Regions from separate parts of the Mus musculus genome. Here regions 1, 2, 3, 5, 6 and 7 are each linked to region 4. The links are chromatin contacts, called in public Hi-C, HiChIP or PLAC-seq and promoter capture Hi-C maps. All regions are on one chromosome and are shown on one strand. Each heading gives the region's core, a stretch centred on a gene start, on an enhancer-like site or on the middle of the called end of the contact. The rest is flanking DNA. Distances are from core to core; before and after follow the strand shown. Region 1 overlaps Rai14 (retinoic acid induced 14). Region 2 holds the start of Amacr (alpha-methylacyl-CoA racemase). Region 3 holds the start of 4930556M19Rik (RIKEN cDNA 4930556M19 gene). Region 4 holds the start of Nadk2 (NAD kinase 2, mitochondrial). Region 5 overlaps Agxt2 (alanine-glyoxylate aminotransferase 2). Region 6 overlaps Rai14 (retinoic acid induced 14). Region 7 has its middle 48 kb from the start of Gm19276.

Evidence for each region. Promoter capture Hi-C pulls out the DNA fragments that hold promoters and counts their contacts. Hi-C and Micro-C count contacts between places; a contact is called where the count stands out from the background. HiChIP or PLAC-seq counts read pairs in DNA pulled down with a chosen protein or histone mark.
Region 1: a FOXA1 HiChIP or PLAC-seq map of pancreatic cancer cells shows a contact between it and region 4. The contact joins the enhancer-like site here to the promoter of Nadk2 in region 4. A contact is called at or near these places in 5 of 39 promoter capture datasets (3T3-L1-derived adipocytes, hippocampal neurons, liver and 2 more) and 8 of 115 datasets of contacts at active chromatin or transcription factors (embryonic forebrain, embryonic stem cells, epiblast stem cells and 3 more).
Region 2: a Hi-C map of CD8 T cells shows a contact between it and region 4, with 3 times the contacts expected there. The contact joins the promoter of Amacr here to the promoter of Nadk2 in region 4. A contact is called at or near these places in 5 of 39 promoter capture datasets (the C10 cell line, hippocampal neurons, liver and 1 more), 2 of 484 Hi-C or Micro-C datasets (CD4 T cells and CD8 T cells), 5 of 115 datasets of contacts at active chromatin or transcription factors (astrocytes, neural progenitor cells, pro-B cells and 2 more) and 2 of 9 other capture datasets (adipose tissue and liver).
Region 3: a contact with region 4 is called in a promoter capture Hi-C map of embryonic stem cells, with 3 times the contacts expected there. The contact joins the promoter of 4930556M19Rik here to the promoter of Nadk2 in region 4. A contact is called at or near these places in 7 of 39 promoter capture datasets (the 3T3-L1 cell line, 3T3-L1-derived adipocytes, the C10 cell line and 4 more), 3 of 115 datasets of contacts at active chromatin or transcription factors (embryonic stem cells, large pre-B cells and pro-B cells) and 1 of 9 other capture datasets (embryonic stem cells).
Region 5: a promoter capture Hi-C map of liver shows a contact between it and region 4, with 5 times the contacts expected there. The contact joins the enhancer-like site here to the promoter of Nadk2 in region 4. A contact is called at or near these places in 5 of 39 promoter capture datasets (the C10 cell line, embryonic stem cells, hippocampal neurons and 1 more) and 3 of 115 datasets of contacts at active chromatin or transcription factors (the SCID.adh cell line, epiblast stem cells and extraembryonic endoderm stem cells).
Region 6: a contact with region 4 is called in an H3K4me3 HiChIP or PLAC-seq map of pro-B cells, with 6 times the contacts expected there. The contact joins the enhancer-like site here to the promoter of Nadk2 in region 4. A contact is called at or near these places in 4 of 39 promoter capture datasets (3T3-L1-derived adipocytes, embryonic stem cells, hippocampal neurons and 1 more), 6 of 115 datasets of contacts at active chromatin or transcription factors (astrocytes, embryonic stem cells, epiblast stem cells and 2 more) and 1 of 9 other capture datasets (liver).
Region 7: a promoter capture Hi-C map of liver shows a contact between it and region 4, with 2.5 times the contacts expected there. The contact joins the enhancer-like site here to the promoter of Nadk2 in region 4. A contact is called at or near these places in 4 of 39 promoter capture datasets (hippocampal neurons, liver, pre-B cells and 1 more) and 1 of 115 datasets of contacts at active chromatin or transcription factors (large pre-B cells).

The regions. Positions count from the first base shown.
Region 1 is chr15:10,685,065-10,689,318 of GRCm38.p6, forward strand. The region is part of intron 2 of Rai14 (retinoic acid induced 14); the gene reads right to left. Among named protein-coding and RNA genes, the nearest start is that of Gm52214, 22 kb to the right of the region's middle. Within about 2 kb of position 1,562, at least 51 of the 459 cell types and tissues checked have an H3K27ac peak or open chromatin away from gene starts, as enhancers often do. A contact at or near this core is called in embryonic stem cells and pancreatic cancer cells, where this site is marked.
Region 2 is chr15:10,980,390-10,984,400 of GRCm38.p6, forward strand. It overlaps Amacr (alpha-methylacyl-CoA racemase), which reads left to right and starts at 1,367. Exons shown (of 5, transcript NM_008537.4): 1 at 1,367-1,664; 2 at 2,961-3,104. The coding sequence starts at 1,421. It overlaps Gm34315 (a long non-coding RNA gene), which reads right to left and starts at 1,244. Exons shown (of 3, transcript XR_383838.4): 1 at 1,163-1,244.
Region 3 is chr15:10,713,237-10,717,499 of GRCm38.p6, forward strand. It overlaps 4930556M19Rik (RIKEN cDNA 4930556M19 gene), which reads left to right and starts at 1,600. Exons shown (of 7, transcript NR_045063.1): 1 at 1,600-1,744; 2 at 3,412-3,538. It overlaps Rai14 (retinoic acid induced 14), which reads right to left and starts at 1,395. Exons shown (of 18, transcript NM_001166408.1): 1 at 1,287-1,395.
Region 4 is chr15:9,069,597-9,073,375 of GRCm38.p6, forward strand. It overlaps Nadk2 (NAD kinase 2, mitochondrial), which reads left to right and starts at 1,664. Exons shown (of 13, transcript NM_001040395.4): 1 at 1,664-2,169. The coding sequence starts at 1,906.
Region 5 is chr15:10,372,451-10,376,561 of GRCm38.p6, forward strand. It overlaps Agxt2 (alanine-glyoxylate aminotransferase 2), which reads left to right. Exons shown (of 14, transcript NM_001310735.1): 3 at 1,234-1,418. Among named protein-coding and RNA genes, the nearest start is that of Agxt2, 16 kb to the left of the region's middle. Within about 2 kb of position 2,816, at least 4 of the 459 cell types and tissues checked have an H3K27ac peak or open chromatin away from gene starts, as enhancers often do. A contact at or near this core is called in extraembryonic endoderm stem cells and liver, where this site is marked.
Region 6 is chr15:10,660,811-10,664,884 of GRCm38.p6, forward strand. The region is part of intron 2 of Rai14 (retinoic acid induced 14); the gene reads right to left. Among named protein-coding and RNA genes, the nearest start is that of Gm52214, 46 kb to the right of the region's middle. Within about 2 kb of position 1,536, at least 88 of the 459 cell types and tissues checked have an H3K27ac peak or open chromatin away from gene starts, as enhancers often do. A contact at or near this core is called in pro-B cells, where this site is marked.
Region 7 is chr15:10,875,137-10,879,370 of GRCm38.p6, forward strand. No RefSeq gene overlaps it. Among named protein-coding and RNA genes, the nearest start is that of Gm19276, 48 kb to the left of the region's middle. Within about 2 kb of position 1,400, at least 39 of the 459 cell types and tissues checked have an H3K27ac peak or open chromatin away from gene starts, as enhancers often do. A contact at or near this core is called in liver, where this site is marked.

The sequences.
Region 1 (4,254 bases), core at 312-2,811, 1.6 Mb after region 4:
GTGGGATCCAAGTTCAATTCCCAGCGCAGACATCAGGTTGCTTACAACCACACTCCAGCCCTAAGGCATCCAACTCTCTATTCACACACACACACACACACACACACACACACACACACACACACACACACATAACATTTTAAAAGAAATATTTACTCTCATTTCTGTGCATTAGGCTGGAACACTCACGGGAATACTGTCATGCCCTTCCCTCCTTCTGAGACACTGAGCGTCATCCACAAGATGAAGGGATGAGGCCTCTTAACTGCATGTACTCAGTGGGAAAAGGCAGGAGCTTAGAAAACCTATTCTAGAACAGAAATGCATTACAGGTTGAATGGTGTAATGTCCAGAATATTTATGTAGACGTGCTAAAACCTCCACATCACAATGTTATCTTACTTAGATTAAGAGGTAGATTTAAGGAAAAAAAGAAGGAAAAGAAAGCCTACATGTTATTGTAGTTTAAAATGAGGTCAATGGAATTGGCCCTAATCCAATACAACTGGCCCTAATCTAATATGTATCCTTATAAAACCTAGGAATGTGGACACATACATGCACACAGAGAGAAAATAAAGCAAAGACGAAGTCTAGAATTGGGGTAACATGGCCACAAGCCCAAGTTCCCAGTAAACACCTAGAATCCTGGAGAGGCATGCAACAGGCTCTCCCACACAGGCCTCTGCACACCAGCCCTACCACAGTTCCAGCCTCTGGACCCAAGAGACAATAAATTCCTGTTGTTTAGGCCACCCAGCTTGTAGCGCCTTGTTATGGCACCTGGCCAATTAACACAAGGTGAGATCAGGCAGCAAGCCGATTCTCTGTTTCAAAAGGGCTGACAAGACCTGGAAAGTATGCAGCCTGAGAAGAGCCTACCCAAGTCCTCTCGGGTCTCCTGTCTCCACCCAACGGTCTCTTCTCTCATACCTTTTAAAGCTACATGTCTACAAAGAGATTAGCTTGAGACTGGCCAAGGCCTGTATAGCTACAGAGTGCAGTTTTAAATACTCCCGGCGTGTGCACACGTTCATACAATGAATGACTCAGGCATCTGTAAGGACTTATTATAAATGACTAAAAACTCCTTGGGAAAAAAAAAAAAAAACACCTTGGCAGCGATGTCAGTTTTCGACCTTCATGTGAACCATTATCTCAACAGGCAACAGATTCGGATCCTGACTGAGCAGGATATGTCTGGTTCCTCAAGATTCAGGGGGTGTGGGCATTTCCTTGGCTCAAGGCTGCAGTCTCCGGGAGCTGCTACATCAAGGTATGCCATCTACTTAGTCTTTTCCAATGCAGTCCCTTTAAACTGGCTGCTCTGATTTTTCTCCACGCTATGTCCGCTGCGAGTTCCTAAGTCTAACAGAACACATACCTGGGAATAAAACTTTCACAAAAGCAAACGCACACCCACAGAGTAAGGGCTAACTCACTCGGCCACTTCTCAAGGCTTGTTCCAAAGGTCTTTCAATCCCATGTCCCATCCTCATAGCCACACCCCAAGTTGGGATGCTTGTCCGGGTTCCTCCAGCCTTACTGTGTCTACTGTCAAGGGCAAATGTTAAGATCCCACATGCTGAGCCTCGGCTCCCCCACAGCCCCAGCTTCATCATTTCCACACATGCCAATCCCCTTGGTTGAAATGCCACCTTTCCAGAGCTCCCAAAACTCTCCGACTCACAGTGTCCCAGAGCATCTGCCACCAGGCTTCCCAGCCTGAGAGTCAGTCCCCACAGCTAGCCCTGGTTTTCTGGCAGAGCCAGCTAGACTCACCTCGAAGGCCCATTTGGCATCCGTGCTCTATGTTTGCTTTGTCCTGAGTATTTGAGGCTCATGTTGACCACTCTCTTCCTCCCTAGGCTCGTCAGCTTCTTGGAGTGGGGGTTGGGGATGTGGGAGACAGATTCCCGGCATAGCCAAGGCTAGCCTTGAACTCCCCAGTCCTAGGTTTATCACAGCCAAGGCTGGCCTTCAACTCCCAGTCCTCTTGCTTCCACTTTCCTTGTGTTGGCCAGGTTTGTACCATCACACTCTTGTTTTCAGACAAAAACAAAACAAACAACCCTCCCCCCTGTAAAAAAAAAAAAACCTCTACAGTTTGCATTACTTGTGTGTCTGCCTCTCTAGTGACTTGCTCATGTGTAAGGAAGTCCCAAATGAAGTTACTACTACACACTGAAAAATAGCTTCTACTACAAAAGCACCGCCTTGGCCTCCATAGAGTATAGCATCCCAAGTATAGGTAGGAGTCTGTCTAACCACAGCCTACAGCGTCATACTGAATCCCCAGAGCTTACAAATAAGCCTGCCCTAGTCAGGGACCCAAACTGAAGCAGCTTCCAGAAAGCACCACCCTGACTGAACCTCCACCTGCACAAAGGTCCTGGAGTAGCACAGCCGCCTGAAGGCCACCCATGGAGAACTCCTTGAGGGCACCATCACCCTCCTTGCTTACTCCAGAGACTTCTCAATAGCCACAAGGTGACCTGGCTGCAGCCCTCCCACGCACAGCACAGCCTGGCTGAAACGCGATCACATTAGTGGGTCACCTGTCTTCTCTTTATGTAATCCTGAACCTGATCTGCCATCCTGGGCTCCCTACCCTTGGAAACACAATGAACTCTTTCTTCCCTTTCTGTTTCACACAAAGACAAGCAGGACCGTGGGGCGTCTGAGGCCGCAGGACACTCAGACACCACACGCACGCAAGCTTCAGTAAAGATTACAGTTGGGCTCATTTAAATGAACACCATCGTTGGTAAACCTGTTTTCTGGTCAATACGCAACCAGTGATACATATGGCAGGTACCAAATACAAGTGAAAGGCATGCTCGTAAAAGCGACCTCTCCCAGGTCCCTTCTTCAGAGGCTCCCTGCATCTTTCGTCTTTATAATCTGTAAGTTCCTTAGCAGAATAAAGAAGTACAGACCAACTAGCATCTAAGCATCAGGCCCCGGAGATGTGTGTCAGGCCTCCAATAAACAGCATGTCTACCAAGCCTCAATCCCAGTTCAGAGTCACTACCATCTCATAAACCAAAATCTCCATCCCAAGCCCCTTTCTTCAGGAAACCTAGACTTCCAACACCTCGCTGCAAAAACTGGTTCCACAACGTAGAAATGGCTGCACGTCTCCGGGACCTCAGTTCTTTAATCTGAAAAACCAGGGAGACCTATCCCATGAGGCTGGTGGCAAGGACACCTCAGGGGCCCGGTGGCGTACAGTTGCATGAGTTGCACCAGGATCAGCATGTGGCTGGCTAACAAGCAGGTTTGTTTGGAAAGTGCTTTCTTCTTGTGTTTTTATTCCCTCCATTTAGCTATCCAGTGATGTAATTTGAGGAAACAATTTGGGATAAATTTGGGAATAAATTTATAGATGGGTCTTACTCCATTCAACCAATTTCCTTTGCTCTCCTTCCCGAGGGCCACTCCTCGAACGTTCCTTCTTAGTACTTTACTGCCCAAACCAAGACCTTCGTGCTGCCAGATCTCAGAAGCTTTTACCAGTGTTATTATTGTGGTTTTATTTTTTTAATTCACGGAAATGTTTCAATTTTCATTTAAAACAGATTCCAGCAGTACCCTCTGTATAATCCCCATTTTAAATTTTCACATCCAGCGTTATATGTGCGCCTCTCCCTCTCCCTCTCCCTCTCCCTCTCCCTCTCCCTCTCTCTCTCTCTCTCTCTCTCTCTCTCTCACACACACACACACACACACACACACATACACACCCTGCCCTGGTTATAGATCACAACTCCCAGAGGATGAGAGCCTGCTCCAATAATCTCAACGTACACAGTTGGAAGCAGCCCAAAGTCTCTTGGATCAATTTCCCCCCTTTGGCAGTCAAGGAAATTGAACACAGGGCCTCACGAATGCTAAGCAAATGCTCTACCATTGAGCTATCGTTCCACCCCAAATTCCCTTATTTGGTAATTTATAGACTGGTACCTCTGGAACTGGGCAAGGCAGTGTATTACTAGCCTTTCCTCTTTAATTGAAGCCAAAGGTGACACATAGGCTTAGTACCATCGGCCAGCCGGGGAGCATAGTAAAGTGTGCTTGGGGGAGGGGCGTCTGAGGAAGTGACAGAAGGGTTTAACTATCTGACCTTGCTCAAGTCACTTCACATTCTCTGAGTTGCAGTTAATTTGCCTTAAGAGTGAAATGAATTTTTCTCTAAGATTTCTTGTTACTTTTTTTTTTTTTTCAAGAGCTGATACTTTGGAGTCACTCTCG
Region 2 (4,011 bases), core at 117-2,616, 1.9 Mb after region 4:
ACAAATAATGCACCATGAATATCCCTCATTTTAAAAATATCTGGACACAATTGCCTATGCATAATTCATATGATTGTTCCCCTGATTAGCTTTTAGAAGAGAATTTTGGCCAGAGAAAAGATCTGCAGTGTTGAGATCTCCTATCACACAGTCTGCTTTGCGGGGGGCTTCTGGATAACTCACTACTCTGGGAGGATTTGTAAAACATTATGCTGGCTAAGACTTGTGATTCATGTGTACATGATCCTGTATGTAAGCTTAAGTCATTCAAGCCACATCTGTACCACTGTTTTTTTGTTTTTGTTTGTTTTTTTTTTTTCAGAAAAATAGAAAGGCAGCAACCCTGATAAAATGTTAATGTCTCCATGTGGAAGTCAGCCATACCTTTCCATGAGATTTTTCCATTCCAGTTTATCAAAATGCAAAGGAAATAATAGGACAGAACAAGGCTGGAGCAAGGGTAGGCACTTGAGACAGCATCAGACAAGCAGAGAGCATTAGGGACCATGTGGAAGTTGTCTGCCTTTACCACGAGGCTGCTCATTCTGAGAGAGCACAGACCCCTTTCCCTGAAATATCTTAAAACTCAGTAGCTGGTTAAAAGTGTTTTGGCTACAACTATGTAGCATTTCGCCTTTGCTTTTATTATCTTCCTCACTTGTTAAGAATGGGTATGGGAGATTTCTAGCATTCAAGTCTGGCTCTATTCAGTTTCCTAGAGCTGCATCTGGCTACCTGCAAGCTCCCCCCATTACTAAGGGAAAAAGGACCTGTAAATGAGGATGGAATATTTGTGATTATTTTGTTGCATTTTAAAGGCTGAAAAAAGTTTCTAACTCAAAATTGTAACTGTCCGTAAAACTGACAGCTGACAAACCAAACTGACTTCTAAAACTCTCCCATTTAACCTGAGATGAATAATTCTGATATCCCAGACTCTTCTAAATGCTGGGATTATCCGCGTGCACAACACCGGCGTTTTAAGCGGTGCTGGACTCCGCGCACGGATTTAGCAACTGGTCTACACCCCTGGCCCTATGGGCATCTAGGAGAGGTTTCAAACAGTTGCAGGATGACAACTAGTTTTCAGGGCGGCGAGGGAGACACCCAGTGGTTGCCTTCTTACATTGATCTAAGGAGTTGAGTGCCTTTAATCACTTACTGGGGGGTGAGGGTAGCGATTCAGGTGGCTCGATGAAAGTGTCCGAAGAGGACTCGCACAACATGGGGTCAAGGACACAACTCATGACCTAAACCAAAGTTGAGCAGCTAAACCAACTGATCCAATGCTAGGGTGGGCAGGAAGTGCGCAAGCGCGCAGCCTTCCCGGACGGGGCGGGGCGAGGCGGGGTGCAGGGGGCGGGGCAGATAAACTGTGGCTCGGGCGCCGAGCCGCTCCGCTCTCACCCTAAGGCTGGCCATGGTGCTGCGTGGCGTCAGGGTTGTGGAGCTGGCAGGCCTGGCCCCGGGGCCGTTCTGCGGAATGGTCCTGGCGGACTTCGGCGCCGAGGTGGTGCGCGTGAACCGGCTGGGCTCCACGGGCGAGAATTTTCTGGCCCGAGGCAAGCGCTCGCTAGCGCTGGACCTGAAGCGCTCTCAGGGAGTCACGGTGTTGCGGCGCATGTGCGCACGCGCGGACGTGTTGCTGGAGCCCTTCCGCTGCGGTGAGCCCTGCGGTGCTGCGAGATGACATTCCCTCCTGCCCGATTTCTCCCAGCTTCTCTGACTCCTTCTTAAGACTTTTAATTTGCTTGATTCCCCCCCCCCCAGATTTGCCTTTATTATTTGGAGGTATTGAACCGTACGAGAATCTAGTGCAAGAGATAGACTGAAAAGCTTCACATAGGAATAGAGTCATTGACCCTTTGATATGTGATATACCCATGCTCTAAAGCCATTCACAGACCATGGTTAACCTTTCTCTAATTGCTGGTATTTCCAAGTTCCAGCTTCAAGATCACCTCATTTACTTTGGGCCATATGAAAACATTGTTTTAGTGCTCTGTAGACAAACGACCAATTTGTTAACAGTATCAGTTTTGAGCACTTGCATGCTTGGTGGCATGCACCTCCATCCGACTGTACATTGGTATTTGCAACTGTCACAAACCCTGAACCAAATCTGAAGGCATTCCTTCTGTATTAGCTCAGAGAATCCATTCCAACCAGCCCCTTACTAATATTGCCTGGTAGATACCAGGACGACAGTAAATTTGACAATAAGTGGGACGGGAGTGGGTGTCTAGGCATATTTATATTTAACTCTTTTAGTTCTCACAAGCATATCTGAGGACAGTACTGTAACATTTAAGATTATGTCACAATGTAAAAATGCTCCAATTGAAGATGAGGGTGGGTCAGTGTGATTAGTTTCTTCAGTTGACTCTTAATTCTGACAACTTTCACCAAAATCACAACAAACACTGTTAGTATCACTTGCAAGAGTGTGTTTTTGGTTTGCCCCGTAAAAGGAATTATTCCCATCTTTGATTCGTGCTCTCTTTAAAAACAAAACTGATAGGTTAGGGTTATTTTTCTGCGTGTGAAACGAGCCAGTTCAAGCCAGATTAGATTATATTAAAGGCAGGTTTATTGGGAAGCTCCTCTCTAGCAGTTCACTGGCCCTAAGGACCAGGGAAGTGTCCATGGGGAAAGGAAGGATAGGGAAGGAGAGAGAAAGAAAGGTCATAGGGGGGGGGGGAGGAAGAGGAAGAGGAGGAATGGGGAGCTTAAAATGTCTGGATTGTATAGAGAAGAGCCTCTTGGGGAAGAGCAGCCCAGGTCTGGGATGGAAAGTTCAGGGTTGGGGGCTGGAGCATATGCCAGGAAGGAACTGAGGGGTGCTGCGAGGAGGACCTGGAGCCAGGTCTATTTTGATATGTGATATATGCACCTCAGTCCTTGTCCCAGGAGCAAACAAAAACAACAACCACAAAACAATTGATTGCTTTCCTCTAAAGGTGTCATGGAGAAACTCCAGCTTGGGCCAGAGACTCTACTGCAGGACAATCCAAAGCTCATCTATGCCAGGCTGAGCGGATTTGGCCAATCGGGAATTTTCTCCAAAGTAGCTGGCCATGACATCAACTATTTGGCTTTATCAGGTAGGTTTGAAAGGCTTTTCTAAAATAATTTGAACTGGCTCCAAAATCAGGAAGTACAGTTACATTGCTTAACAAGGGTTTTTTAAACATTTAATTATTTTTCATTATGTGTGTATGTGGTTATATGCATGTGAGTATGTATGCTGGTGAGAGGGTCCTGGATCACCTGGAGCAGGACCATGGTAGGTTGCAAACCCTTCTAGGTGGGTGCTGGGAATCGAACTTGGGTCCTCTGGAAGAACAGTACATATTCTCAACCACTGAGCTCTCTTTCTAGCCCCAGCCTTGATTAACACGAATTTAAAAATGTGAAGATGTTAATGCATCTGGCAGAGAGAACGTGGTTGTTAAAACGGGTTGATTTGCTAGAACTGCTGTCCTTAAGCTCTGTCCCCACCCTAACCCATTTGAGGGCTAATAATCAGTAGTAGCACTGGTTTCCTACAATTGGGAAGTCAGTTTTAAGGAAGCCCCGACTAGGAGTGAGAGGCAAGGTAATATGATGGCTGGTCACTCTACTTAGTGGGAAAGTTGATTCAGTTTGATTCTGACATTCCTTCACCACGAATCACTTGGAGCCATCATTCCAGACATCTGTGAACCCGGCTCAAAGCCCATGGTTTTCAGGTCTCGCTATCACTTCGTTAGAATCTGCATCCGTGAGGACGGGTTTTCAAATAGCCTGGCTCTATTATGTATAAGAACTGCATGTTACTGATGAAAGCAAATCTACTCTCTGTAAGAAGATATTGAAAGGTTGAATATAAACCTTCCTGACTGTCCAAAGTATAAAATGGGCTTTCCACATATTTTCAAAACTTAATTCCTGTTCCTTTTTGGGTATGATTATATTCTTATATCTCTTTTTAATAAAATTCAAAATGAATTATACTGTTTTAGAGCCAGG
Region 3 (4,263 bases), core at 350-2,849, 1.6 Mb after region 4:
AGTCCAACCTCCCTGGGATTCACAGGCTTTTTTCCAATTCCGTTCAAACCCATAGGAGATGCAAGTTCTCGCTAAAAGAGCAAACGCTAGATCCGCTAAAGGGACAAACCTTGTTCTTCTCTAGGCCAGCCTTCACAACCTTGAGATCTCATACCCCAGACAATAAGCAGTCTTCTAGTCCCAGGCAGCTCTGCTCTGCGCTATTCTTCCTAAAGCCGATAGCATTCAAATCACCAGAGTTCAGAGTGAAGGGAAGGAGCAGGTACGAAGTGAGTGGCCTTGCATCTGCATACTTGGTAACGACGTAAAGTTGAGCTGAGCTGGGCTCCTTAGAAAAGAAAGCCTGGCTTTATATAAAGCTCAGGCCTCTGTGAGGTCACCCCTGCCTCTTTAAGTCACAGTGGGCTCCATCTGCTTTAATCTCCCCATCTGTTGCCTTTCCATACTTAACCCCCCTCCACCAAAGGAAATGTGAAATCCAAAATGAAAAACTACTGGAAACTGCAGAACCTAAACTGGCGACACAAACTGGCCCAAGACAGTAGGCGAGAGTTGAAAGAAGGATGGATGCTTGCCCTCCCGGACGGGTCGCGAAGGATGCCGACCTAAGCCCAGCAGCTTGGAATGTTTCCCAACTCCAGCATCCTCCTCCCTGCCCTCCTAGGAGCTGTGGTGGGGGAAAATGACAAGGAGAGTTGGGGGTAAGGGGTAGTGGCAGGCCCAGGGTGGTCTCGCCTGCGCCCTCCAGACAGCTCACCAGCTCCCTTGAGTCCGTAAAGGAACAATAGCGGACTGTGGGTCTCCAGAGCCACCGGGCGTCTCTCGCTCCCACCTCCCGTCTCCGGCTTTTCCAAGTTCAGTCAAGAGGTGGGTCGAGCCAGGGAGCAAGGACTGGGGCACCGGACCCGGGGCAGGGCACGAAAGTGGGACGGGCTGCCCCGGGGGCGCAGCCACAGCGTCCTCTCGGGTCCGGTCATTCATTCCCACCCGCGCTCCCTCCGCAGACACCCCGCGCCACTGTCCCGCACCAGACCGCCAGAGGAGGCGAACCCCCTTTCCAAACTAGGTCGCACCTCTCTCTCTTTCTGCCAGATCCCCACTATCCTCCCGTTCCTCCACCCCACCCCCCCTTCCAACTGTCTTCCGTGGTCAGTGAGCGGCCAAAGCTCTGTCCAGACCAAAACTCCCGCCCGCTCCTCTCGGCGCCCGGAGCTCTGCGCAGCCCCAGACACAAAGGCGGGGACCGAGTCCAGAGCCCGCACCCCAGCCTCGCCGCCGCCACTCACCCCATCCAAGCGGCGGCCTCAGCTCCTGGCCCCGCTGGCCGTCCCGCCCGCCGCTTCCCCAGGAAAGTGCGGCTGCCGGGCTCGCTTCCTGCTCGGCTTCCTGCGCTGGGTCCCTCCTCCTCCTCCTCCTCCTCCTCCTCCTCCTTCTCCTCCTCCTCCCGACGCGGGGTCAGTGGGCGCTCAGCTCCGGGGCTCCGCCGGCAGGGCGGGGGCAACGGCAGCACCACCACGTGGCCGCCGGGCGCCGGCCCCCGACCTGGATCCCGTGGGCTCCAGGAGGGAGTTGCTAGCCACTCCCACTCCGCGCGGCCCCAAATTCCGGGAGTCAGGTGACCTGGCCCCGGAGCTGCTCCCTGGACCTGCGGGAGGTGCTCTGCGACCGCCCACGCCCCGGCCCGCGGCGCGTCCCGGACGTCCACGCTTGCGTTTCTGCGGATCGTGGGAATCCTTCTGCGTGGGTCTGTCTCACACCTTAACTTGAAGTTAGTGAGATCCGCGGTATGCGGGTTCCACCGCTGGGGTAGGATAAGGGCTCGGAAAAAGTACTTGTTTCTGGTCAGTTTCCAAAGTTATCTGTAGTCTTAGGAAAAGCCGAGTCACCGACCCAAGCCCCCTCTGAACCAGACTGAGATCGGTTCCATTTCCAGTGTGAACGAAAAGAAAGTAAACCAGAATGTACTTACATTTTCTGGGCTAAACCAGTTGGTTGGAGCGACTGTTTCCTAACACTCCTCAGGTGTAAGACAAAACTTAGTTGTGTTCTGCTCAGGGCTTGGGAGACTATCTACAGCCTGGACTGGCCGGCTAGATAGGGGCAGGAGCGCCCTCAGCGGGGTGTCTTGAGTTTGGAAGTCCTGAGATCCGGTAAAGCTTCCCTCCCCCAGACCACCAGGACCGGACCTCTGAACCGAATCGACCCTTCCATTAATTCTGAGGGTTTGAAATCTCACTATTATTCCCCTAATTTAAGCAGGGATTTTAGTCCCACTAGCCAGCTAGATCGTAAAAAGTTTGACTCACCAAAGCTCCATGGGACTCCTGGTTGGTGTTGTGTCTTTCGCACAGAAAGGTTTCTAGAGTAAGCAGATCCTAGCTATTTTTGCTAGGATCGCCTGTAAGTCCACTGAAGTAAGGAGGAAAAACAACCAGTTCCAACAGAAGTGAGAGTCACCCTAACAGCAATCAGTGTACAGTATCTTGACTTTGTGTGTTACCATCGGATCGGGTGGTTTGTTTTTTTTTGTTTGTTTGTTTTTTTTTACCCCACCCCTTCACTCCTTTCCCTAAGAGAACACCTTGCCTTAGCTTTCACAAGCGAACTTGCCAACTAGAAAACAAAAGCTTCATCTTTAGCTCAATAGTCTTTACTTCCTAAGTACCATACATCAAAAAGAATCCCTGGGGGGGGGGGGCGGGGCAGGGGAGTGGGAGTGGGGAGCCAATTCAAAGCAAGATACACACTTTTACACATGTGATGTGGAACTAAAAACCACACTAAAAGAAACAATTGACAGCACCCTGTGTAGTGTGGGCCATTTCTTCTAACCGGGTTTTGATCTTGGGTTCTTTAATCAGTTACCAACAGAGTATTTAAGTACCTTCTACCGATCCTCCAGCTGGAGGAAAGGTAACCACCTGTGGATCTGCTTTTTGTTGAATCAGAGGCAGCTGGGAGGGTGGTACAGCCTGTCAAAGGCTCCTTTGGAAATGCCAGTGTGTGCATATTGTTTAGGAAACCGACGACAAACTGTAGTTAAACTATTCAACAAGTGTCTCTCTAACCAGCCTTTCATCACCCAAGTCTTCGCCTCTGCTTATCTTTCCTGGTCACCTGAAAAGACCCCTTTCTCACGCTGCCCTGTTCCCATAGGTGCCTTGTGTGCTACCCTCATTAGTTTATAACTCAGCCCCCATCAGCAAGTTTGATGTGTGTGAGGCACTGTGTGGAGGGGAGACTGTGCCAAAACCGTTTGCAGATTCAATCTTTTCAAACTCAAAATTAACACCCAGTGTACTCTAGAGTCTTCAACCTTCCTTAGACAACCCTCAAAATGCTTCCTCCTGCACAGAAATCGGTTTGGGGTTAAGTAACGTCTTCTCATTGTTTTGTTTTTGTTTTGCCCAGGAGTTTTAGAAATGCTAACCGAGCTCAGGTTTTGAACATGTCTGGGACTGTGAATTGGCTGCCAGAATGAAGTGAGTAACTGCTATCTAAAGACTGTTAAAATCTGATGGGATAAACAGGTTACATGGTAGGTATAACTTTTTTGTAACCCATTTTTATTACGGGTTTAACCTCTCCTCTAGCCCACCACCCAGTAGAGGTAGTGGAAGAGAAAGGTTATTAGGATATGGGGAGAGAGGACCTGCTTAGCAATAGTTTTGGGGGGCAAATTCAATCTTCTTTGGCAGCAGTTCAGTAGCAAACACCAAATATGACTTAGCAGCTGTAGACCAGTCCTCTAGGCAGGCAGACACCAGGCATAAACCAGCAGCTACAGTCTAGTTCTTTTAGTAAGAAGACACTAGACAGCTGTATCTCAGTCCTGAGGAACCTGCCGGGCTCACCAACCTGCCGCAGAAACCACAAGCTGTTGCAGGAACCTCACAAGCAGTTCTTGGGAAGTTCTACTCAATGGCGGCGTTATCACAAGTTGAGCTCAACAACACCATGTAAGGCGAACCAATATATGTGTGTTGTTAGCAAAGAATAATGAAGTGGAGCAAAGCCAACCAATGCTCAGTGCTGTCTCCCACTGTCTGTGGGGTCATATTTATACTTCTTTATCAAGCATCCTTTTGTGTGTTTGCTCTCTCAAAACATCCTTTCACCTGTGTCCACGTTAGCTAAAGATTCCTTCATATGTTTGCCCCAGCAAAACACCACCTAACTGACTTTCCAAAGTACCCTTAAGTTTCCACTTCATTGCATTCCTTGCCTGCATGCCTTACCCCCAGAAAGGTAAGTGTTGCACAA
Region 4 (3,779 bases), core at 414-2,913:
TCATTAGGAAGAGAGCACCCTCGGTCTAGCAAACTTTATATGCCCCAGTACAGGGGAAAGCCAGCGCCAAGAAGTGGGAATGGGTGGGTAGGGGATCAGGGCAGGGGGAGGGAGGAGGGTATAGGGGGACTTTTGGGATAGCATTTGAAATGTAAATGAAGAAAATAGCCAATAAAAAATAAAAACAAAACAACAAAAAAAACTTACTCCTAAGTTAAAAAAAAAAGAATAGTGAGAAATTGGTTATGATACCAAAAAAAAAAAAAAAAAAAAGAATTGTAAGTTTGCTACTGTGATGAAACATAATGAACATATCGGATATACATACATCGGATATATGACCCAGAGGTTGAGAACCGCTGAATATATCAGTAAGTGGGAGTTAGGGAACAGGTAAACAACTGGGGTGTAGAAGGCTCTTTCAATCTTTAAAGTTTTAAATGTCCTAGACATGGGAATCTTAAGGACTGAAGTGGAAAACCCAGCAGGGGTTTTCCTGAGAGAATTCAAGACACATCCGAGAGGATGGTGTAATGAAGCAATGTTTTGGAAGAGGCAGAAGAAAGGATCCAAAATAAGATTTGACTAGGATATCCCATTGAGATGTTTCCAGCTAGAAGTGGGAGTCAAAAGTGTAGTTTTCTGTGACGTGAAAGAGAAAACAGGTTCGATATCACAGAGGCATCTGAGTGTCACAAACATGAAATAGCATGCCCGGAATCCAGAGGCCACTTACTGGGAGTGCCAGGATCGCAAAGGAAAGGACGCCACAGCAAGGACCTCAGGGCAGTGGCCACCTACCCTGTCTTATGACTTTCCCTTCATTGTAGCTTTCCCTTTTATTCTTAATCAGCCTACATCTCTATGGTTGTGTAACTGTTCCCACAGACTCAGTAACTTCCCTTGCTCTAGCTTCAAGGACTACCTACCCAACATTCCAAAGTCAGATCAATAATCATCAAACACTGCTCTGAGCTTGCCTACAGGATAAAGTGCAAAACATTTTTAACCCTTCAGTCTGGTCCTACACAGCTTTCCAACCTTATCTCGCGGTCTAGACAGACACACAGGACTAGACAAGACTCCTTCCCTCATTATCCTCCTCCTTTCTCCCTGACAGCACTGCCTCTCTAGGCTGGTGGTCTTTTGGTGGTCACCGGAGCTCGGGCTAATGCTCTGTGATCCTTCTCGGTTAGCTCTAATTCCTCTCTAATAAAGGGCTCGGCATCTTTATTTGCCATCAGGCCCTGCAAAACGAAGCCGTTTGGAGCGAGGTCACCGCCCCCAGCTCTTACTCCAGCGACGGCCACATCAGCCATCCAGCAGACACTGGTTAAAATTTACCCTAGACGAGCATGACCAACTACCCAGAAAGCAAGCAAAAATGAAAGCAACTAGAGGAAGATGCGCAAGAAACTTGCTTTCCCGCCAGGCGCTCAAAACTCCGCCTGCACCCCCAACGCCGCCCAGACCAGTTCCAACTGGATTTCTTCGGGCAGCTCGAAAGCCAAATAGAATTTCGTCCCTTTCCCAGCCCCAGCCAATCCCCGCAGCCCCTCGGGCTCCCAAACCTTCCCGACCTCTGATTAGCTGACAGATCTGGCCCGGGGGCGGGCTTAGAGCGGCCTCCCTGAAAGGGTGAAGAGGGAGGTGGGGCCGGGCCGAGAGGCCACTGCGCAGGCGCCCAAGAAAACGGATAAACAAACAAATAAAACCCACTGCCCGGGGGCCAGCCCGGATCCCCGCCTCCCGGGGCCTCCCGGGGCCTCTCCGCCCTCGCGTGCGTCTGGGCACGTCCCCCCCCCCCCCGGCGCGTTCCACGCACGTCCCCGCACTTAACCTGTGCGCGGCCGGCGCGGTGCTGGCGGCAGGGAGCGCGAGCCTGCACCCGCGGCCCCGCGGATCATGACTTGCTACCGGGGCTTCCTGCTGGGCAGCTGCCGGCGCGTGGCGGGTGGCCGCGCGGCTCTGCGGGGTTCGGGCTCGGGCGCGGACGGCCGGCGGCACTTGGGGCACGGGCAGCCGCGCGAGCTGGCGGGCGGTGGTAGCCCCGCCGACGGCGGCTTCCGCCCCTCGCGGGTGGTGGTGGTGGCGAAAACCACCCGCTACGAGTTCGAGCAGCAGCGGTACCGCTACGCGGAGCTCTCGGAGGAGGACCTGAAGCAGCTGGTGGGTCCTGGCGGGGGACGGCCGGTACTCGGGGTGGGGGTGGGGGGCGACGGGCCACAGGACACCCCCAAAGCCCGACAACCTTCCTCCGATTGCCTGTGGGGCCCCTCGGGCATGGGACTGGGGCGCCCTGAGCCTGCCTTAGAGGGGGCTCCTGGGACCGGGACTTGGGAAGCCACGTGTGTCCTCGCCCCCGCCTCGGTAGCACGGACTCCCATCGCTGAGAAGATGAGGGTTGTTCGCCCTGTTTGTCCTGGGGACCTCTCCCCAGACCACCGGGAGAAAGGAAATTCTCCAGCACAGCCACTGGTGGCGGAGAGAGGGCCGAAGTGCCGCGGTCACACCCCCTTCTCGCCTGGGGACAGAGGCCTGGCCAGGGAAAGCCCTGCTGGATTGTGGTCGCCTGTCCCTTCAGGGTCTCTTACTGCTTGAAAAGCAAGCACCTGGGACAGCGAGGCAGGAAAGCTGACCCGAGATGGGTTTTTGTGTTGGAAGGTCAGAAAAGGAACAAGTATGCCGGCTAATGGGGAGAAGGCATGAACCCTGAAGTAACAGGGCCTCCGCCATACACCGTGTTTGGTGTATTTACTAATAGCGTTGCCAGGTATGCCATGCGTGTGTGTGTGTGGGAAGGATTAAACCCAGAGTTCGAGCTTCCCCATTTTTGAAAAAAAAAATTGATTTTGTGCTACCCAGTAACTTTTGGGAAATGGGCTGTTAGCAATTTATTTAGGAACCCCCCCCCCCACAGTTATGCCTGTAATTGTTGACTCCAGACACCCGAAGGCTTTAGACTGAATTGTATATAAGCATTACTAAGTTATGTACAAGAATAAGTAGGCTGGCTGTTCTAAAATGATGCCCTTACCTTCACATTTTTATTTTAGACACAGGGGAAACAAATTGTAAATCCTTGCCTAGCTGCTGCATCTTGTCAGTATTGTTTGGCAAGTTGACAAGGTAGAAATCAGTGCAAATTTTTCTCTTTCCCCCAAGTGTTTGAAAGTATTTCTAGAAAACATTTGCAGTCTTTAGTAGAGTATCAGCCGTTTGGCTGGCGTAGTTTGTGTAGTTGAGTGAAATGAATGCAATGAAGTGGGGGGGATTGTGGGCTAGATGAGAGTACTTTGTTTCTATTTTGGAAAAAGAGGCGTGTCCTTTTGGTTACATGCCCGACTCTGCAAGGTTCACCTTTTAGAAATTGTGAAATATCATGTATGCTTAGTCTCACACAATTTTATCTGAGCGTCTCTGGATTTAAAATAGTACACACAAGAAAAAGCAAACCAACAGAAGTGAACCGGGACTCTCAGCTCTACCCCACAGAGGGTGGGATTGAACGCCAGGACGCAAGGCTCTCCCTGGTTGGATTGACTGATATCCTTTGTGCTTTTTTTTTTTTTTTTTTTTTTTTTTTTTGGTTTTTCAAGACAGGGTTTCTCTTCTCTGACCCTCATGAGTGAAACAAAACGTTTGTGTTGCAATGCTAGCTTTCAAAAGTTTCACCTAGTTCCTGATGGGTTGGGCTAAATAGCTTCCAAGGTCCGTTCTGGAGCCGGCATTTTGAAATTATTTCAAGGATTCCGGAAGCGGGATGGCGTTTGAATTGA
Region 5 (4,111 bases), core at 1,566-4,065, 1.3 Mb after region 4:
TTTTATTCTATATCATATTCATTGGACCTAAATTTTAAAGACAGAATAATCCAAAACTATCTACAAAAAGCAAGCAACATGGGTGTGCTGACTATTGTTAATTGTCAGCCTGACATAATCAAAAATCAACTGAGAAATGACCCCCCCCCCTTGGGCCTGTGGGGAGTTCTGGGCTGGATAAACAGGAGGCACTGTCTGGGGACATGCTTTTGTTCTTCTGTTTCTTGGTTGTGGGTACAATGTGACCAGTTCTGTCAGTTTGACTCTGACTTTCCAGCATGATAGACTGTAACCTGAACTGCGAGCCAGAAATACACTCTGTATTAAGCTGCTTTGGTTTGAGGCTTTTGGTTTTGTTTTTCTGGGTTCTGTATTTGAGATGGTTTTTCTCTATGTAGCCCTGGCTATCCTGGAACTTCCTATGTGGATCGGACTAGCCTTGAACCCACAGACATCCAACTGCCTCTGCCTTCTGAGTAATGGGATTAAAGATGCCAAAACACACACACACACACACACACACACACACACGCATGCACCATGCACACACGCACACATGTGCACACACACACATACACATGCATACAAATATATTCAGAGAGACAAAGAAAAGTTCTGTGTGAAACTCAGTGATAAAGCACAAACTTAGCATTCACGTGACACTGGATTCAATGGCCAACATTGTCATGATTTTGTTTGTTTCTTTGTTGTTGGTTTTTGTTTAAACCAGGTCTCTCTCTCTCTCTGTTGCCCTGTAGCCCTGGCTGTCCTGGAATTTACCTACCTCTGCCCCACAAGTGCAGGAATTAAAGGTGAAGGCCACTATGGCCAGCCATTGATTTAGTTTAGGTTGTTTGTTTGTTTGTTTGTTTTTGTTTTAATTTTCGAAAACCCATAACAACACAAGTGACATTAATTTGAGCACTTATTTCCAAGCTGTTTTATTTTCATGGTAAAGTCGACTTGAAATGAAGGCTTCTGGTTGAGAGGTGGAAATTCCAACTCCCATCTTCACGTGTACCCTAGGAAGGAATCATAATTGAAAAGGAACACTGTGACTTTAGTCTCTGGCTAAACACAAAGGACTTCACTTTAACCAGAAAACACTGGGTAATGTACCCATCTGAGAGCCTATACAGGTCGCTAAGACAATTAGACCCTGGTTAAACTGACCTGCCCTCAATCTTGTAGAACCCAGGACTAAGAAAATAAATTTGACTTTCTCTATCCTAGTCCCTGGCCTACAGCCGTGTGCTGGCGATTCACAAGCAGCATCTTTCTCCTGTGGATACAGCCTATTTCCGGAAGCCTTTGCTACTCCACCAGGGACACATGGAGTGGCTCTTTGATTCTGAGGGAAACAGATACCTGGACTTCTTCTCTGGGATTGTCACTGTTAGTGTTGGTCACTGCCACCCGTGAGTATCCTTTTAAAAAAAGAAAAAGAAGAGAATTTTTAAAATCCAGAAAAACAAGAAAACAATCATTTGTGTAACTCAGAACCCTTAATTTCTATATCCTGGTCTTAAATTATATCTGTTACAGGCTGTGCTGACATGCACCTACATGCTTTCCTCTGTAAAGAAACAAACAAACAAACAAACAAACAGACTTGATTCTGTACTTATGGAAGCTTTGATGGTTCCTAGTGCACATGCAGCATGTGAGTCAATGTCTCTGTATGTTTCTTGATGAAGGAAGCTTTCCAAAGACAGGGATACACCAAGAGAAAGGGCAAGTGGAGGTCCTGTAAGGCAAACACAAAGACAAGAGAATGGGCCCGAAGGATGGCCCATGAGAACTGCTACATCCGTGATGGTTCATCTTTGCAAGCTCTGAGAGATTGATAAGGAATGAAATTAAAACAGAGAAATGCAACCCCTTGGCTGCAAATTTACTTAGAAATGTATGAAATAAAGTTGAGATTGTCTGGAACTATGACCAGCTCCCACACACACAGAGTCTCAGGGCACTCTTCCCTGATCCTCTGGGTTTCTATGTGGTCATTCCATTTTTTTTAAATTTTATATATGGGGGCTAAAGAGATGGCTCAACGGATAAGAGCACTGACTGCTCTTCCAGAGGTCCTGGGTTCAAGTCTCAGCATCCACATGGTGGCTCACAACCATCTATAATGAGATCCAATGCCCTCTTCTGGTGTGTCTGAAGACAGCTACAGTGTACTCACATACATAAAATAAATAATTCTTTAGTTTTTTTCTATATAGTGTGCAATTTTATTAAAGGTATGATGATGCTTTTTAAAGTGTTTTTAACTAAAAGACGACTACATCACTTCCCCCTCCCTTATCACCACCAGCCCCTCCCTTAAACCCTTCTCACACTTCACCTACTCTCAAGTTGATACTTTTGTTTGATTATATTTGTTACATAGATATGTATGCCCATATATACATATGTGTGTATACACATATTAATATATACATATATATTATATATACACATATTAATATATACATATATACTAATTATATGTAACATATATTCATATATATATATATGAATACAACCTGCTGAGTCTTTTGTTGTTGTTGTTGTTGTTGTTGTTGTGCATACAGATTCAGAGCTCACACTCCACACCAATAAGGAGGCTCATTCCTGGAGTAGGTTAATTCTCCTTCTCCCAGGAGACAATGATTCCTGTAGTTCTTTTTCTAGGAGAGGGAATTTCCCCCTTCCGTGTTAACATGCTCATTGATATTACCATTGTTCTGGTCTTGTATTTGCAGCTGTTTCTAGGAGAGGTTGTTTACAGCTGACTGCTGGCTTTCTGGCTCTTACACTCTTTCTGTCCCCATCCCCCCCACACACACAACCCACGCCCTTCTGCATTGTTTACTGAGCTGTAAATGGTCTCTTCTCTCTTGCCCTAACAAATCTGGCAAGTGAAGCTAAAGTTAGGTGGATGCTGAAAAAACAGCATAGACAAAGTAAATTGTATTGGTTGAGGTTTTCCCATCAAAGCAAGGGCCAAGGGAATTCTCCTGAAACTGCTAACAGGAAAAGAGAAATGGCTTGGGCCTCCACACTCAGCCTTCTCCTTCTCTATTCCTATTCTCTCTCCTGTTTTCAGGAGGTACAAGTCCCAGGGAGCATACAAGCTATTCACAAGTGCTTCAAGGCAAAGTACACATAGTTACTGTAAACAGAACAAGATAGGCTGAGTCCCCACAACACAATGTCTCGGGCAGTGTACGGTTCTCACTCACTTTCATGACTTTATACAGCTGCTAATCTCCACCTGACCCTGACTCTGGGGATCCCAGTCTTTATCTTTATCTCTGTCTCTCCTCTCTTTGGTTTTTCTCTCTTACCATCTCACCGCATTCCTATCACTACCAACCCCCTCCTGCCCTGTTTATTTAGCTACATTTTCAACTGCTTTATTTAACGTGTTATCTTCAGCCCTGGCCCCTCACCAAAAGATAATAAGTTGAATACAGTCAGAGAGGCATCAGGATGCCCCACATTACTCAATACTGTACAGAATATCTCCCACCCCAACATATTCTAAGACTAAACCCATGATCTCCACAAAACTCACTTTTTTCACTCAGCCACTTATTCAAGAGACACATGTGAAACATCTGCTGGAGAGTCAGCAGTACCCCAGAGTTATTTCTGGAATTTGTCCAGTGTACTAGACAAGCGTGTCAAAGTTGTCTTTGAGTTTTCCTCCTTTTCATTTCCTACAGCCAACCTGGTGCCATCTGAGATCTGAGACCTGCGCTGACAACTCCCTCATCCTCAGAGTTCCTCTTCCCACTGATCTCATTGACACAAATGTTTTCAGAACACTTCTGCTCTCCAAAGGAAGGCCACCTTGCCCACCTAGCTGGCCACCACATTACCAGTCATAACCCATGTCCCCTCCATCCCACACGTCATGTGACTGTCAGATTTACTTCTGTCATCCGGGATGTTATCAAGAGTCTTATCTCTTTAAAAATTTACTAACACTTTATAATTGTCTTAAGTGGGGTTTGTGGAATAATAATAATAAGAGATGTTCCTTGGGAAAGAGCTCCAGGAAAAGATAAAAAGAGGATTAATAATAAAAGAACTAATAATAAAAATATAATCATAAAAG
Region 6 (4,074 bases), core at 286-2,785, 1.6 Mb after region 4:
CTCAACTGATGGCCTGCGTCATGAGTGATGACTTCTGTAGCTATGCTATGGAAGGAGACAGAAGCTTCTACCTGGATGTCGCTTGGGATGCTTGGTTCGGGAACCCGCTATCATGCTTGGAGAAAACTCAGGCCACATCAAGGTCACAAGGGTTCTCTTCAGAAGCCTCAGCTAAGAACATAGGTGACAGCTAGCATCTAATACCAGACAGAGTTATCTACCACCAGACAGAGTAATTAAGCCTCAATGTGATTCCAACCAAAACCTTCAATTCAGGGATGGAGAGATGGAGATGGGTCAGTGGTTAAGACCTCTTCCAGAGGTCCTAAGTTCAATTCCCAGCAACCACATGGTGGCTCTCAACCATCTGTAGTGAGATCTGATGCCTTCTTCTGGTGTGCCTGAAGAAAGTGACAGTGTACTCACATACATAAAGTAAATCTTAAAAACAAACAAACAAACAAACAAACAAACAAAAACCCTTCAATTCAACTGTCTCCGCCCACCATGCTGTAAATGTTATACACCATTAAATGTAGTAGTAACCATTCATTGAACAGTCCCCACCATTACAGGAAAGATTTTTTTAGTCGTGGAGAGACAATGCTGGGATTGAATGCAGGCCCTTGCACACATCAGGCAAGGATACCACCCCTGAGCTACATCCCCAGAGCCATTTAATGTTGATTTTGCCACTCTGAGCCTCAAATCTGTCTTGAAAGAAAAGGGAGAGTAAACAGGAGGGAGAAACACAAATATTTAAGTGTCATCTTCCTGTGCCAGGCACTACACAGAGTACAATGAAACTTCAATTGTGTGAAGCGTTTTCAAACAGGGGTTTCATTGCTGAAACTACCAGGAACCATCTAGTACATATTGTCTTGTGTATGAGCATGCAGGCATAGTGCACTTGGACTACTGTGACCACAGGGAAACATGGGTGTTGCAAATGAACGGCATTCCATCTGCTTTTGGTGACATAAATATGGTTCCCAAGAGTTCAATCTTGAACTATGGTCTTTGAGCGTGGGTGCCCTATGCCACATCCATTAACTTGCCTATTTGTGCTTCCCATTAAGTGCTGGCCAACAGAGAAGACCTACCGCCCAGCAATTCCCACTCCCACACCCATAGCTGGGACAGGCAGGCAGAAGGTGTGAACTCAGCTCCCCCCCTCTCGTTTTCTCTCCCAGCCTTGCACATCTGTCTTTCAAGGCTATCCCACTGAGCTAACATTCAGCTTCTCTCTCCCGGGGAGCTGAAGGTTAGAGCTGGAGGAGATGGTGGTGACAGGTCTGGGAACAACTTCATTACATCAGGAATGTGGAGTGGGTTCACTGCCCTGAGCAAGGGCAGCCAGCTCTTTTCAGATCTGTGTTAATGAAGCAGGAACGTCAACACCCAGTGTTGTCTAGAAAAGCTTCCTTCCTACAATTAGACCAGCAGCTTCCCAGCTCACACAAAGGAGTGCTGAGCAAAAGGGGTGCTAAGCAAAAGGGGTGCTGAGCAACAGACAGGATGAGGGTAACCCCAACCTGTCAAGTGAGACAGCTGGAGTTCCACTTCCTCTTCCTGTGGCTCTTGTTCCAGCTACAGCAATTAGACCTCACACCCATGAGGCCTTGCTTCAGGACTTCAGGGCCTAATGTGTGAGCACTGCTACCACCACCCCTTGAGGATCCTTAAATCACTGTATTCCAGGAGGGTGCTTTCCCAAGTGGGAGAGGCAGAAGACAGGACACAGACTATAAAGCTGAAGGAAAATTTGTGTCACACAGCTGAGAGACTCCAATTTACAAAGGTGCATTTTATTGAAACGGCACTTCAGTTTTTCTTTTAAAGCCTGTCTAACTGTGTCCCAAGACTCATCATGTCTACCTGTGAGCTACTCATCTCTGGTTGAATGGAGAGAGGCAAAGAAGAATGCACTTCGTAAACCTTGATTCTCCTTATCATTAACTTTAGGCATGTGAACAATTCAAAGACATTCTTTGCGGGGACTCTTTAAAAAAAAAAAAAAAAAAGTCTGAAAACCAACCACGGTTATGCACGGTTTAATTCACAAACGAAGAAAAAAAAGTATGTCTTTGATTAATTACACAACTGGAATTCACCCTCCCCTCTTCTCTCTCCATTGCTGGATGTATAAAATGCAATATGCAGGGGCTGGGGATGGAACCCAGCCGGGAAAGGGCTAGCCTAACATCTGCACAGCCCTTGGTGTGATCTCCCGTCTGCATCAACCAGGCATGATAGCACACCACATCTTTAATTCCAGCACTGAGGACACGGAGGCAGGTAGACAGGAATGTAATCCTTGGCTACACAGGGAAGCCTGGCATAGGTAAATAAGATCCTAACTTACTAAAGAAAGGAGTAGGGGTAATGTGGGGAGATGGCTCAGAGGTTCAAAGCACTAGTCATACTCAAGGGACTTCAGCCCCCAGAATCCAAGGAAAGGCCAGGTGACCTGAAAGTCAGCCTTGAAAGGCAGAGAGAACTATCAAAGGCAGCTCTCTCTGATATTGCCTCACCAAGCTCTGAGTCTAACTGTGACTCTGCCTCAAGGAATAAAGTAGATGAATGATGATAGGTTGAAGACCACCAAACATTAACCCCAAGCCTCTGCACTCAGAAACAGGGACATACACATGCACAGTCACCACCACACACACAAACACATGTGCACACGCACAAACACACACCCGCCACACATGCATGCAAACAAAAAAGGAAAAAAAAAAAAAAGGAATGCACAACTTTAGAATTACATGCTGTTATCAGAAATGCTGACCATAGCCGGGCAGTGGTGGCAGATGCCTTTAATCCCAGCACTCGGGAGGCAGAGGCAGTCGGATTTCTGAGTTCGAGGCCAGCCTGGTCTACAAAGTGAGTTCCAGGACAGAGAAACCCTGTCTCAAAAAAAAAAAAACAAAAAAAAAACACCAAACAAAAAAACAAAAACCAGAAATACTGACTAAAGATAAGAAAACATTCATCCATTACAAAAAAAAAAAACAAAAAAAACAAATTAGCTGGCTGTTCACAGGAGGAAAGTGTGGGGCTGGAGCCTACACGATTCCCTGTTTCTCTCCCCTGGGATATGATCCATTTCCCAGCCACTGCAGAAGACAAACAGAGAATAATCTCAACTGTGGCATCTGATCTCACCACGTGCTCTCTGTTGCTCTCAGAGACCGTTCTAGGAAACAGGAGAATGTAAGAATGTGGGAAGACTATCCTAAGAGGTGAAGACATACTAAAAGCTAGCCAAAGCTACTGAGTATCTTGACTTCCCTCTCTGTTTTCTCTGGATAGAGACCGAATGGCACACTCCATAGATACAGGACAATGGCCCCAATGGACCTGCTGCTCCATGCTGGGGAGTCTCAAACTATATCCAAATGCTTCTCTATTGTATATCTCAACACTCGGGCACTTAAACCAACATATTCCTCCCTCCACTATTCTTGGGAGGCAGATTATCTGCCTTGTCTCTGGGCACAAACAGCTCCAGATGGGTGCTATCAGGCATTCCCAGGGTCAGAGTTCTTTAGCCTTCACATTCCTACAGAATAAGAAATGTGGTTGTTTTTCTTGGGCTGTACTCTAACTGCCCAAGCACTGCATACAAACAGAAATTCCTGCCAGGAAATTCTTTTTTATTCTTTTTTTTTTGTTTGTTTAATTATTATTATTATTAAGTCTCATTTCCTTTCAAGTGTCTGGTCTTGTAAGAATTCTGGGAAGATGAACAATAACATCCTAAATTTATAGCCAAGGTAGCTGTGATTCATCCATCCATTTCTTCATTCATTCGATGAGGGTCTGCTGAGCAACTCTCCTGTGCCAGGCTGGAATGTCTGCCGTGGCACACCCAGAGCACATTCCTCACAAGGGTACAGGACCTAAACAAGCAAGTCTGCCACCATCAAACTCGAAGCACGTCATGAAGAGGACGTACATAGTAGTCAACATGACAGGATGGGGAAACCTGAAGGGTGATTTTGTGTATATATATATATATATATATATATATATATATATATACACACACACACACACACACATATG
Region 7 (4,234 bases), core at 150-2,649, 1.8 Mb after region 4:
AGTAGACACAACTTATGCTCAGGAGCTAGAAAAGTTGCCAGGAGAGATGTTCTCTGAGCAGTTGGTAGCACTCAGAGATGGTGGTGGTAGTGTTGGTGAGGTCTCAATAACATGGCTGAAGTTATATGGAATAATTTACTCACTGTCTTAAGACACACAATAAAATACTATAGACTAGGTGGCTCACAAATGATAGAAGCCTATTCTTCACAGCCTTGGAGGCTGTCAAGTCTAAGACCAAGTTTCTTGGAGTTTCAGTGTCTGGGGATGGTCCAGGTCAGCCATCTTTTTACTGAAACTTCACAAGCAGAAGGGGAATGAGATTTCTCTTTGGACTCTTTTTTTTTTCCCCCTGTGGACACTAATGCTATTCTAGGTCTTTGCTCCCATAATTTAATCATATCCTAAGAGTGGTCAAGTTTAGACAAGTGACTTTGGGAGGGACATGAACATTTATTTGTTTGCACTCACATTTCTTACTGTTGGTGTTATCTGTTTGCTGCCTGGCACTCAAGCGGCTATGAAGTGGCATCCTTTTTCATGCCTGCTGTGGTAGTATTAGACAGGCCCACAAATACTCTGACAATCTTACCTTTGATCTGCAGAGCTTAATTATCTTCAGGTCAATTATCTTTTAAATGTGGGTGGTAATAATGGTGACTCATTTCTAAATAATCAAATAAGACAGAGTTCTGGTATTTGATTCCCAACTTTAGGATATGAAGACATTGTGGTGGGGTTTGATCTATTTCTATGGGTTCAAATGCTAAATTCTGCATCCCAAGATCTGGTTGCTCCAAGACGAGCAGATTCTCACATACATCAGCCTTTGTTGTGTAAACCTTACCACCCAGTTATTCCTGATTGGTTAATAAAGTTGCTGACAGCCACTTGATAGCTGGGCAGAAGAGATGCAGGCAGGCTTTGGTTTCCAGGCTTGGGATCACTGGTAGGGACAACCAGGAGAGATCGAGGAAAGGAGGAGGAGGAGGAGGAGGGGGAAAGAAGTCACCATGGGGTAATATGGACACAGCATGTGGCTGTGAGACCTGGCCTGACGAAGCAGGAGCAACATCAACGAATATGGCAAGTAATATACTGGGGCTCAAGGCATGAGAACAGAGAAAATACATAAGAGGGCTGATGCCTGCTAGCGCCAGTGCTCTGAAGCTTATTATAATTCTAAGGGTCTCTGTGCCTTTTCTTTGGGTAATAGCTGGTTAAAAAGTAACTGCCACCATATTAATTTTCCCAGTATTAGTTATTAACCTCGGAATATTTAAATCACTACATTGTGGTTTCCTCTTTCTGTTTCTGTTAAGTCACTTACTGTGGGGGGAAAACCAGCCTCCATGACCCTTAATAGCACTACTGAGAAAGTCACATGGCATGGAACAAGCCGAGCCGGAAAGGAACTGAAGACTTCTGCCAGCAGCATGTGAGCAGAGTTAACTGCTCGGAGGTGGGTCCTCTAGCCTGTCAGTCCTCAGTGAGGCCAGTCCTATCCGATATCTTTATAAACCTCAAGAGGGATCCTGAAATTAGCTGTGCCAGTTCCAAATTACAAGCCCACAGACAGCCATGAACAATAAACACTGGTTGATTTAGGGTAATCTGTGAATGAAGAAGAGACAACCAATGTGTCTAGACTCAGGGATCATAAAACATCATTTGCTGTATTCTATTTAAGTGAGTTTTTAGAGCCAGCCAGTCTCAAGAGAAGATACTGATGTAAAAACTGGAGAAAAGAAATGGAGTCATGGCTTAAACTGTCCTAAAAATGGGCAAGTTGGAAGATGGTCAGAAAATATGAAATAAGCAAGTCCTTTGTAGTAGGTGTAGTTGCTATAGTAAAACAATCATCTATGCGATTTCCTGTGAAATTTCTATTATTCTATTGGACCATGGAGTCAATGAGAGCAGGATTTTCATATCTGTTTTGTGTTCATCCACTCTTCCCAAGAGACTTGTACAGTATATAAGGTATGTGATATGCTCACAAAATACCTTACGAACAAACACATATGACTGGTCAGGACAGAGGGAACATATATCTGATCCTGTAAGTTTTCTTTTCTTTTCTTTTCTTTCCTTTTTTTTTTTTTTTTTTTTTTGGTTTTTCAAGACAGGGTTTCTCTGTGTAGCCCTGGCTGTCCTGGAACTCACTCTGTAGACCAGGCTGGACTCTGCCAGAAACTCAGAAATCTGCCTGCCTCTGTCTCCCAAGTGCCGGGATTAAAGGCGTGCGCCACCACTGCCCAGCTCCTGCAAGTTTGCTGTTTTGCTTTGTTATGTACACACCAGCTTTCTGAATGATGCATAAAAATATACCATTCAAGCTTTACATTTGTGTAAAGTTGTCTGCTATTTACTGCATTGTGACCCTTAGCTACTGAACCATCTCTCCAGCTTTTAGTTATTTATATTATTTATGTGTATGGGTGTTTTGCCTGCATGTATGTCTATGTGCCGCATATGTGCAGTGCCCAAAAAGGCTTGAAGCGGCATCAGATCCCTTGGAGCTGGAGTCCCTGCTGGTTGGGAGCTGCCCTGTAAAACTGAACCCAGGTCCTCTGGAAGAGCAGTCAGGGCTCTTATCTGATGAGCATTGTCATCCTTTTAAGATTGCTCAAGTTTGTTTTCTGTTGCTGTGGTAAACTCTGTGACTCAAAGCAACTTGGTGAGGACAGGGGTTTATCTCAGTTTGCAGTTTGAGTCCATTGTCAAAGGAAGCCAAGACAGGAATTCAAGGCAGGAGCTTAAAGCAGAAACCACAGAGGAAGGCTACTTACTGGCTTACTTGCTTCCTCACTGGGCTGCTCAACTCCCTTTCTTACAGAGCCCAGGTGTCCCTGCTCAGGAGTAGAACTGTCCACACGGCACCTGCCCACATTAATTAACAATCAAGAAAATGTCCCCAGACATGCTCACAGACCAATGGGATGGAGGCACTTTCTCAGTTGGACCCCTGCATCCAGTTGTGTCAGGTTGACAGTGGAAGCTACCCATCCATCTCATGTACAGGGTCTCCTGAAGAACACAATGTGAAGTGATTTCTTAAAAAAGGATTGCATGAGCGAAGATCTTAAATTTTAATAGTGACTTGATTACTTTTCTATGCATTACAAAGCCCAGAAAGCACAAAGTGTGCTAAAGGGAAAGGGTGGTCAGTTGACCAGGCAGCACTCAGATAGAGCAACCGCGGCAGAAACCAATGAGTGGGGTTGAACTTGTATAGTAAGAGATGGAATCTTTAAGGGTAATTTGGTTTTATTTGTTTGACAGAAAGTGAAAATTCAGCTCAGAGATACTAAAAGGGTAATAGCATGTTTTCCTTTGCTTAAGAATTCTGTTTTTCAGTTGCTCATAAACACGTATACCTGACAGATGTATAGTATACCAACTATCAATGCATGATATCTTTGTATCACCCTCTGACCAACTTTGAAGACTTCAAGTTTCCCTAACAATAACAGAGGAATGTTTTGCTGCAGTGGTAAGACCAGAATTGTGGTTTATTTACTATTTCATGAAATTTGCTCCTTGATATATCTTAGGTTAGCTTTGATCCTCTTAATAGCCATTTGCCATCCACCTTCTATATCTGACCTAATATTCTCTCAGTTACTAGGTATGGTGCTTTGAATATGCTTGGCCCATGGAAGTTGCACTATTAGGGGGTGTGGCCTTGGTCAAGGAAGTGTGTCACTGTGTAGGCAGGCTTTGAGGTCTTAGTGCTGAAGCTCTCTACACTGTGTGGAAGAGGCTCCCCTCCTGCCTACCTGTAGGAAAGAGTCTCTTCCTGCTGCCTTTGGATCAGGATGTAGAACTCTTGGCCTCTCTAGTACCAGGTCTGCCTGCATGCTGCCATGCTTCCCACCGTGATGATAATGGACTGAACCTCAAAAAATTAAATGTTTGCCTTTATAAGAGTTGCTTGGGTCATGGTGTCGCTTCACAGTAGTAAAACCCTAAGACACCAGGTTAAAACTTTGAAATGTTCTTACCTGACCACCATCTTTTCACCATTTGTTCTGTGAATATAAAAGTGCATGTAACTAGTTCCATGTTGGAAACAAAACATGTTTCTGGGGTCAACCTGTTCTTGGCCATGGTCACTCATCATGTGCAGTGGTTTGAATAAGTATGCCCCCCGCCCCCCGCTAGACTCATGTGTTTCAATGCTTGGCCATAGGGAGTGGTACTATAAGAAGTGTGGCCTTGTACGAGTAGG